2 separate regions of the Mus musculus genome follow, and region 2 is linked to region 1. Evidence: chromatin contacts called from public Hi-C data. All regions are on one chromosome and are shown on one strand. The core of a region is the stretch at or near the end of the contact, and the rest is flanking DNA. Distances in the headings are between cores, read along the strand shown.

What was found. A called contact is a pair of places that touch in the nucleus more often than the background predicts.
Region 2: a contact with region 1 is called in a Hi-C map of the N1E-115 cell line, with 2.1 times the contacts expected there. The contact joins two enhancer-like sites. A contact is called at or near these places in 3 of 484 Hi-C or Micro-C datasets (the N1E-115 cell line, embryonic stem cells and nephron progenitors), 1 of 115 datasets of contacts at active chromatin or transcription factors (embryonic stem cells) and 1 of 9 other capture datasets (adipose tissue).

The regions. Positions count from the first base shown.
Region 1 is chr17:7,143,174-7,148,103 of GRCm38.p6, reverse strand. It overlaps a transcript of Rps6ka2 not described here. Among named protein-coding and RNA genes, the nearest start is that of Rps6ka2, 24 kb to the left of the region's middle. Within about 2 kb of position 2,278, at least 10 of the 459 cell types and tissues checked have an H3K27ac peak or open chromatin away from gene starts, as enhancers often do. A contact at or near this core is called in the N1E-115 cell line, where this site is marked.
Region 2 is chr17:7,216,676-7,221,605 of GRCm38.p6, reverse strand. The region is part of intron 1 of Rps6ka2 (ribosomal protein S6 kinase, polypeptide 2); the gene reads right to left. Among named protein-coding and RNA genes, the nearest start is that of Rps6ka2, 49 kb to the right of the region's middle. Within about 2 kb of position 2,220, at least 47 of the 459 cell types and tissues checked have an H3K27ac peak or open chromatin away from gene starts, as enhancers often do. A contact at or near this core is called in the N1E-115 cell line, where this site is marked.

The DNA.
Region 1 (4,930 bases), core at 1,029-3,528:
AGGCAAGGGTGATAAACAGTGCCTCCCTGGTGAGCATGAAGTCTGTTTGAAGAAACGTGAGGTAAATGACTACTTCCGCAGTCAATGGCTCGGTCACCAGAAGGATCAGCAGTACAGGAAGACTTGCGGTGACATCTGTAGGCGACAAAAGACTCACCAAGCAGGCCTGTTGCAATACACAGCGTCTTGATGCCTGACTTCTTCACACTCGTCCTTTAGATAAGACATAACGACACGTAACGCTTTCTAGGATGCAAACCGTTAGTCAGTGTTCCATGGTTTCCTTAGAACATAATCATGAACACTGGAATATTGAGTAAAGTGCACCTCAGTTTGGAAGTTAATGATGGGTTAGCCTCATTCCCTGAAAGTGTAAGTCCACACACTCTCCTGCAGAACCGAAGCACATCCTCTCAAAGAATGGCTGCTATATTAAGTATCACCTGTAAACTGGTTATGGTGGCACATACCTCCGATATCAGTGCTCCAGAGGTGCTACATATGCATCTGGGCCTGGTGAACCTGGGAGGATGGGATAAGGAGGAGCTACCTGGGAACCAAGGAAAGGAGCCCTGCTCCAAAGACAGCAACCCTGGCCTGCCCTTGAACTCAAATATCCAGCATTTAGAATGAGAATTACTGATCTTTAAAATGTTCAGTGCCAGGTGTGGTAGGGAATGCCTTCACACACCTGCCAACACACAGGAGGCAGAGGCAGGGGGATCTCTGTGAGTTCAAGACTAGCCTGATCTCCATAGGAATTTCCAGGACAGCCAGGTCTACATAGTGGGGCCCTGTCTCACAAAACAAAAACAAACAAAAAATAATAATTAAAATAATTGCTCACCCCATTGCTCTTGATTCTGGCAGCCCACACAGTTTAACAGAGAAAGCGACCAGCCTGTCATGATTCCTCATCCAAAAGACCCAGGCAAACTAGCACAGCGGGTACAGCTCCTGGTCCATCAAACTTCGCTCGGCTCAGCCTTGTTTTAGCCAGGAGCGGTGAAGCACAGCTGGAAAAGACAGCATCCAAGCGCAGGACCCCAACCTCACACTCAAGCCTGGAGCCACAGCAGATGCCAGATGTGCCATCCTGTTCACTTCCGTGTGTGGTACAGGGACGATGGCTGAGTCGTCATGTGTCCGAAAGGATTTCCTTGTCTTTGTACAGGTGGAAGCCTTGTTTCCAAGAGCCCCAGAAAACCTAGGCAGGTAACACCTGCAGAAGCAGGCGTGGCACCTGCAGCCTCTTAGAAAGGCTGGGGGTTCTGCAGACAGTGGGGTGGGACGGTGGCCAGGCTCACTGGCTACAGGTGAGAGAGGGATGTGGCATCCCAGAAGCTGCGTGGGATTCTGAGCCAAGTCTGAAACCTTTTCTTCCCTTTCTATCAGCCATGTTGATAACTGATAACGGATGATAATACTAACTGCTCAGGCTTATGATGGGAAACCACATGGCCACGCCTGACCTTCGTAGGTTTTTCTGGAAAGTTCCACTGCGGTTAAAGAGGAAACTTGTTGGGTCCACTGATAGTTTGTCAGTCCATGTGTGTGAACAGTATTGCTGCTTTCTTGGCATTCCTCATGGGTTTGATCTAAATTCCCTTGTTCCCAGACAGTACTAAACATTGCAGCCCCATCTTGAGCCATTTCTGTTGGTCCCGTCCTCACTCTGAGACATAATTGGCAATAAAGGGAGTACCATTTCCCCTCCTAGTGAACCCACACACCAGGCAGCACAACGGAAGCTCAGCTGTGTTGTTTATGACAGGCTGACACTGGCTGGCGCTGGATACTCTCTGCTAGAACCACTGTGCCCTCTCCCGAGGTGAAGATGTTTCAGAACTGTTTCAGGAATCTGGGACTTGTGCCTGCTCCTGTGACAGCACCGAGGAGTCTGCACATGAACGTCTCTACAAACTCACTCTGAATTTTACAGTGCGCTTAGCTGGGTTCCTTTCAGTAGAGGTGGCAAAGCTACAGGTAGAGAATACTGAAGAACGTAGCAAAGAGTATTAGGTGGAATCACAGGGAACTGCAAAGCTTGCATTTAGAATTTCAATTGCATCTTGCATAGCAGGGACTGTGGAAATTGCAGGGGCTCTGCAGCCTGCAGTCTCTATCCCCACCCCTCGGAGAAGAACCTAAAGGCAGCCAGGGCACAGCCAACACGTCCTGCTTGAGAGACAAACGGAATAAACAGGAGATGGACTGGAGAGGACTTATGCCCCACCCACAGCTTTCCTGTCTCACTACTGTTCCTCCTTCTCTCTGAGAGGGCTGCTGTTCCCCTGCACAGTGCATACTTCATTCCAGATAGAAGACACCATGCAGAGTGCTAGGTGCAGTGGCTCACAGTATAATCCCAACACTAAGGAGGCAGAGGCAGGAGGATGACCATGAGTTAGAGGCCAGCCTGGGGTACACAGTGAATTCCAGCAAGCTGAGCCCTGTGCATCTAACCTCTACCCTGAAGCATTTTTGGTTTCATACCCTTGCAGCTGCTTCAGCCAGCAACAGCCAGTTTTAGCACCAACTGCAGCCAGGACTCGGCTCGGGTCGAGGGAAGGAAAAGCAACTCTCTCAGGAAATTGCTTTTGTTCATTGGTCCTCAGGAACGTGGAAACTCAATAGACCACCCTCTAATTGGATCTTCTCCCTTGCCTCAGGCCGGGTGCCTTCCAGGACACATCTGTCTGCCGGGCTTCAACTCACTCCCTGCCAGCATCACCATGCCCCCTCTGTCTACACGCTAATACCTGGCCGAGGGTCTGGTTCTTACTCTGCCTTCGGCCACTCCCCTGAGGCAGCATCCCCTCCCCTGGGCACAGCTCACTATCCTTCTGTCCCTCCACCTCCACCTGCCCTTCCCCCTTTCTTCTCCACACATCTAAAAGGATCTGCACTTGCATGCTCACTGCTGGCCCCATGGCACTTTGTATTCTCATCCTCCCTCTACCCTTCTGTGTTCATCTTCTTCCACACAGGATACAGATCACAGGAATAGTGGGGTCTGATGCCAGAAGAGGCTTTAGAGCATCTATCTATTCTTAGGCTCCTTTAAACGTCTCAGGCAGAGATAGGAGTGGCTATAAAATGTTCAGATTTCCAGTGTCTTGTGAATGTGTGCCCCAGGATAAAGCTGAGGGGTATTTACTTACAGGGGGTTACTGTTTCTCCATAGCTGGGATGAAAAACTCCATGGGAGAGCATTCCCTGAGCAAGCGAGGTCCTAGGTTCAATCTCAGTTTCACACAAAGGAGGGGAAAACACATAACCCACTACACTAACTACCTCTTGAGAGTGGTGGTGACTAGCTGGCTTACTTTGATCATAATTTGATTCACAGTTATACATTTGAATAACAAAATTGAAAAAAAATATTGTTCTTAAAACAGAGTGCTTGGCGCAAACTTTATATGCCCCAGTACAGGGGAACGCCAGGGTCAAAAAGGGGGAGTGGGTGGGTAGGGGAGTGGGGGGTGGGTGGGTATGGGGGACTTTTGGTATAGCATTGGAAATGTAAATGAGCTAAATACCTAATAAAAAATGGGGAAAAAAAACAGAGTGCTTGGTTATACAAGCCAAGTTTCAAGTTAAAACATGAAACCATATTGTAAAAATGACAGAGGCGTTTAAAAATTTTGGGACAAACTGATTCCTTTAAATATCTTTATCTTCCAATTGGGAAAATAAAAACTCAGAGGCCTGGGCATTTTGAGCCCATGTCAGGAGTAACCTCAGCCTCCTGGCCCATGGCCAGCTCCATCCGCTATCACAAAAGGACAGCAACTGCTGGTGAGTCTCCAGGCAGGGCCACTTTTGGGTGTACTATCATGGGTCCCTGTAAAGTCAGGCACATGGGCCCGGGGATTCCCTTCCTGTACATAATGCTCTGGTAGATGTTTGGTTCTTTAGGAAAAACACTGCATCAAAACATGTCAGAAGGATTCAGGAGTCCCAGGAGGTTCTTATCAGCACTAACCCAGACGTAAGAGTGGTGAGAATTCCCTATGACCACATTCCTCATGGCTTGGCTTACAGGATCAGCAACAAGTATACAACGCCTAGTCCTTGAGCTGGAATAATGCTGGTGTGCGTTCCTGTGTCCTGCTAACCTTGAGTCACTTGATGCTAAGATTTTATCTGCCACGTAGCATGAAGCAGCCCTGGCAGGCTCAGGAATCCAGCTTCTTCATGATGCACTCACTGGTGGGGTCTGCCCCGAGCCTGTGCCCTCACCAGAGCTACCCATTATGCACACTTCAGAGAAGGCTCCCCAGGCATCTCAGGCAGAAGGAGATACCACGTGACAAAGGCTTGATTTCGGGCTGAGGTAGTTCAGGATGAGAACCAGGGCCCACAGAATCACAGTGTTCCTTGGTGGGAGAGAGATTTGGGGAAAAAGGAGACTGAGTCAGGACTGGAAGAAGAAAGGAGAGACTGGAAGGAGACGGCAAACCGCTAGGGCTTCAGAGTGGGATGTGAGTAGGAGGCCAAGTGAGGAGAGTTAGGTAGTGCCCGGTACAGAATGAGGTCCATGGGACACAGAGCCACCAGCTAGTAAGGAATTCATCTACGGAACTTTAGCTCGGCAAAGGCCCTGGATTTCAGCCTGAATTCATCACTTCCCAGAGGTGCAGAGAGCTCGTTGGAGTTTACCATTATTAGAGTCAGCCAGTTACAACAAGTTCTTAATGGAGGCTCACTGTACATACCTACTGTGGGATTGGAACCGAAAAGGTGAGAGGAAAGGAACCAGAATGAACAGAGAGAATCCTGGAGTCAGAGAATCCCATGAGGAGTCTTCCAGGATGTATGTGTGCACACATGCTCATGTGTGTATGCATACTTATCCACCACACTTGCTCACGCATCTATACCTCATGAATGCTTGAGCCCATGTATAGACACTCCTAAGCCCCTA
Region 2 (4,930 bases), core at 971-3,470, 74 kb before region 1:
CACTGCATACATATACTCATGATGATTGATGATGGTGATGGTGATGGTGATGATAACGTAAAATCAAGGCTCAGTGTCAATCACAGACCTCTGAATGAAGTGTAACACACTTATCTCACTTTCCTGGCCTGAGATAAGGACCTTAGAGTCTGTTTTTTCCTTTCCAGCACAGCAGGGTAGCCACTTCTGCAAGTGTTTGCTGGGTGCACACTCTGCCTATGAAACCCTGGCAGGAGGTCTCCTGGGACATGGCTCCTGAGTGGCAGGCAACGAGAGGACTCTGGACTCTGTCTCTCCATCTCCATCCTTGGCTGTGTGTTCAGCTCCTGATAGAAGTGGACCTTCTTTGTGAAGAAGAAACTGTCAGAATGGGTGTGACGCTGCTGCCCTGCGGTCCACGGTGTTCACTAGCCCAGTGACTGTCAACAGCAGAACCCAGACCAAAGAAGCCACAGGCACCTTCAGAATTCAGTTTCTGAAACTGAAGAAAACTTTTGGGCAGAAACCTCATGGAAAGGAATCTAGTAAATTACTTTCTCGGTCCTTCCCTTCCTTTCTCCCGCGCTCCCTCCCTGTCTCCACTGCCTCCTCTTTCTTCTCCTTTTGTTGTAGTCTACTTAGCTATTTCACATTTTTTAAAAGATTATGACATATTGAGGGAAAAGAAAAATAAATGGATTTAGCTCCAAGCTTTCCAATGCAGCCTCCCCCCACCCCCCCCACATGTGCTATTGTCTATCCTTGCTTGGTCTGTCAGAGCTGGGAACCTGGCACAGAAGGAAGACTCACGTAGAACAAAGGAATTTACTGAAGCCCGCACAAACCAACAATTACAGGCTTCCAGTGACAGGCGCAAATGAAGGCTGTCAAGAGAGGGGACAAACTGACGCTGCATCCCTGGAGCTGCATCCCTGGGAGACTCACAACACAGTTAACTCCTGAGATCACATTTGCACTTCTCTAGGAACACCGTGCACCAAGAACTCAATGATCTGCAGCCAGGCCTACAGCAACCCTCTCTGTGACATCCTACAGGTGTGCTCCATTCCTAAGCTCCTAGTTCCCTGCATCCTGTGTCCTGGTTTGGAAGAAGCAGGCTAGCCTAGCAACACTCCCAGAAGCCACTGGGCTTCCCACCATGCATCTCAATGTCCATAGGTTCCGCCACAGGACGAGACGTGTGTTGCGCCAACTGTATATTCTCTGTTGTATCACTGTCTACCCAGCATCTACTCTGTAAGCACCTACAAGGGGTTCCTTGTGGGACAGTTTAAATGTTGGTCTCTGTAGAACACCCAGCTCAAGTCAGCATCCAGTGTTTGGTGTGCACACGACCTCACCACCCTTACGCCCTTCCTCTCTGTAGAATGAGAAGAGTTGAGAACTTTCTCTAACCCTGAAGCTATCATGTAATACATATTATATAATGTAATACATATAATATAATATAATATAATGTAATACATACATTTCTGAGTTTGAGGAAACTATATTGGAACAACCCCAAAAAGCCATCATCGCTTGAGGTCCGGCAAAATACTCAGTCACGTGTATCCAGATACAGATACACATGCCACAGAGAGATCACGCACCCTGTCCACCCCACGTGAGACACTGGGGATGGTCCACCGCTGGTCCTAAGATGCCAAAACATCATTTTTTTTTATCCTAGATAAAGCAGATTGCAGCTCATCCAGGGAGGGCGCCCATCTGGATTATCAGGTGAGAAGTCTGCTGACGTTTCCTGAACGCAAGGAACAGCAGGTCGGATTTTGGAGGCATACAGCAACAGTGCAGGAACCCTCAAAATCCTGACCCCTGAGCAGAGGCCTAACGTTGTCAGCAGTGATCTGGTGCCCAGGGCTCTACTAGCATGGACTCAATGGCTTCAGGGCCTTACTACAGCAACAGACATTAAAATAACTGCCTGTTAAACTCTTCCACATTGGACTGCTTGTGTGCTGTGGAGCCATCACCAAGCTCCTTGATCACTTACTAGTGGATACTTGTTTGGTTTGGCCTCTTAACACAAAGCAAGAAAAGTGGCTAGTTTAAGAGGAATGGCCAGCCTTGGCATGATCATGAGTGGCTGTTGGGACAGACCAGGAAGGAGCCTCAGAGCTAGGCCAGCTACAAGCGTGCTTCCAGTCAGAATGGTGACTCTCCCTCTCTGCTTTGCTCCAGACTTGGAGTGGCAGCTATCTATCTGCTACCGGTTGTCACGGTCTTCCTGTCACCAGACCTCTGGCTTACGCACGGCTAGAAGGCCCAGCACCTGAGCCGAGCCCTGCACGACTGTAAATGAACTTTGGCAAAAAGCCAAGGCACTTAAAAGAGAGAAGCAGCCTACCAGCAGCTGCTTCTGGAAGCTTCTGAATTGCCCTCTGTCTCGGAATGACAGCCTAGGGACAGTAGTGCAAATCCCTGCTGAGATCTGTGTAGGTATTCTTGGATCTTCCCCAGAACTCAGCCCCACTGCAACACACAGGGCTGGGCAGTCTTCTCACGGCTAACTGGGCTTCTTATCTCAGGATGTCTCCTCGGAAGACTATTCGAAACAGTGGCTGGCTGAGGGTGGGGTTAGGTTTATGGAACATTCTAGCACATCTCTAGGATTTGCTACTTATGGAGACAACCGATACAGCTCATGGGTTCAGTCTTCAGCCACTTCTTCCCAGAGCAACATGTTTTTCTTACTATATTTCCAGCTCTTAGAATAATGGTTACGCAGAAAAATTGCTGCCATGTCTTTCATATCAGGTTTTCACTAGATTGAGTACATTTTAACCTCATTTCAAGCCTTATGACTACCGTGCCTGGGGCCCCTGGGCAGCTTCTGAGAGTGGAGTGTGACAGTGGGCCTGCCCATAACCCACAGACTGGATGTGAAGAATGCTCAGTGAGCAAGGAGCTGCTGGCTGCAGAAAACCTCACAGTTCTGTTCCCTTTCCGCTCTCTCTAACTGTGGCTACGTATCCTGACTGGGGCAGGCTCCCAGCACACGTGACAACTGGAACCGCCAGCACATGCCTCAGCACGCCTCGGCTCCCCCAGATGCACGGTGTGATTTGCATGAGGAAAGATGTCCCCTCTCCTGGTCCTGCCTCCCGCATCCAAGGAGAAAAGACCTGTCCCTAAAAGAGACCAGAGAGTGGCTGTGTTCTGATGGTGTCCTTCCTTCTCACCCAGACCTGCCACTGTGATGAACTACAGAGAAATGGCCCCCAGTGGCTCATATATTTGGATGCTTGGTTATTACAGAGTGGTACTACTTGACAGAGATTAGGAGATGGGGCTTCGTTGGAGGAAGTGTATTACTGGGAGTGGGATACGGGATTTCAAATGCTCAAGCTAGGCCCAGTGTCTCTCTCCTTCCTGGTGTTTGTGGACCTGGAGGTGGAGCTCTTAGCTCCTTCAGCACCATGTCTGCCTGACTGCCACCGTGCTGACAATGGACTAAACCTCTGGATGTAAGCCAGCCACAATTAAATGCTGCCTTTGTAAGAGTTGCTGTGGTCGTGGTGTCTCTTCAGCAACAGGACAGTGACTGAGACACCCAGTGATCCCAAAGCAGAGCCACTTATGCCTTGCTTATACGTTGGGGTGTACTTTAAGAAGGCCATGCGAAAGCGGGAAAGCACCGCCAGACAAAGAAGCACATGGGGAGGGGGAGGGGCTGTCCTTAGGATGCCAAGAAGGGACTCTTTCCAGAGAGAAAACTCACTGTCAGCGATGAGGAGAAATGTTGGGGAGGGAAGAGAATTCCCGCATCTTTCTCTCCATACTCAGGTACTCGAATGCCCCTCACCTGGAGCTGGTCCACTAGGATGTGAGGGGAGCTGGTCTGTTAGGATGCGACGGGCACCTTACAAGATGTTCCCTCCTTCCAAGCTCAGTCAACAGAGTCACAGAGGCACCTCTACTGTGGCTGACCCCATCCTGGTCCCTACACCACTGGGCAGCCCCCTTCACCTCCATGTGAAGCATCAGGAGCCTTACCCTCCGGGCTCTGCACTTCCCTGCCGGAGACCCTGGCGGTGGCTGCTGTGATTCCATCCTTTCCCTTTTCTCCGCCTGAATAGTCTTCAACCTCCTCCAGGAGACGCTACTCACACACCACCCTTCCCTTTGAATCAAATGGTCTCTCTACAGACCGCTCCTCGGCATGGAAAGAAGCAAGATGCCCTGATAGGGTTGAGGGTCAAAGACTGCCAGCTTTGACCCTGGAGACTCTGGGAATGGGAGGGGGAGACTCAGCACCCACCAAGGAGCAGAGTCAACAGCACAAACCTTCCCCCACAATCAGGAAAAGAAATGGAACCAAGAGAAGATAGGGAGCTACCATTTTCTCATCAATTTGAACAATTCTACAAATACTGCCTGGACTGGGTGTCCTGATTCTGGATTGGCTGTCTACAGTGCTCTGATGAGTTCTACTTAAAACCCAACGAAAAGCACTGACACTTGTTGAAGGGCCCTTCACACATCTGAGCAGCAATCTCTGCTGACACTAACCTGGGATGAGGCAGGCCTAGAGGACGTTGGTGGCTAGTGCCACAAGTGGACTTGGTACACAACGCATCAGATGTTCCTGCCATATCCAAGAATTCCCTGGAAGGAAAATGCCATCACACAAAGTCCCCATCACACATGCTTGAGGAACGGAAAGACCAGCACACACTTGGGGAACAGAAGGACCAGCTCCCTGGCCTTGAAGCTGCCCCACCCTTCCCCAGTCTTCACTACTGTCAATGGCCACTGGTCCTGAAGCCCCACTCCTCCTCCTTAAGTAGACACCTCAGCCCAGCATGTCCTGCTGAGACTCATCCGCAGCACTGGCAGGTGTGCCTGGCAATCCCTATTCCATGACTAAAGACAGCCAATGCAGACATCATTCAACTGGAGGAAAGAGTTCAAATGACCCACCCAT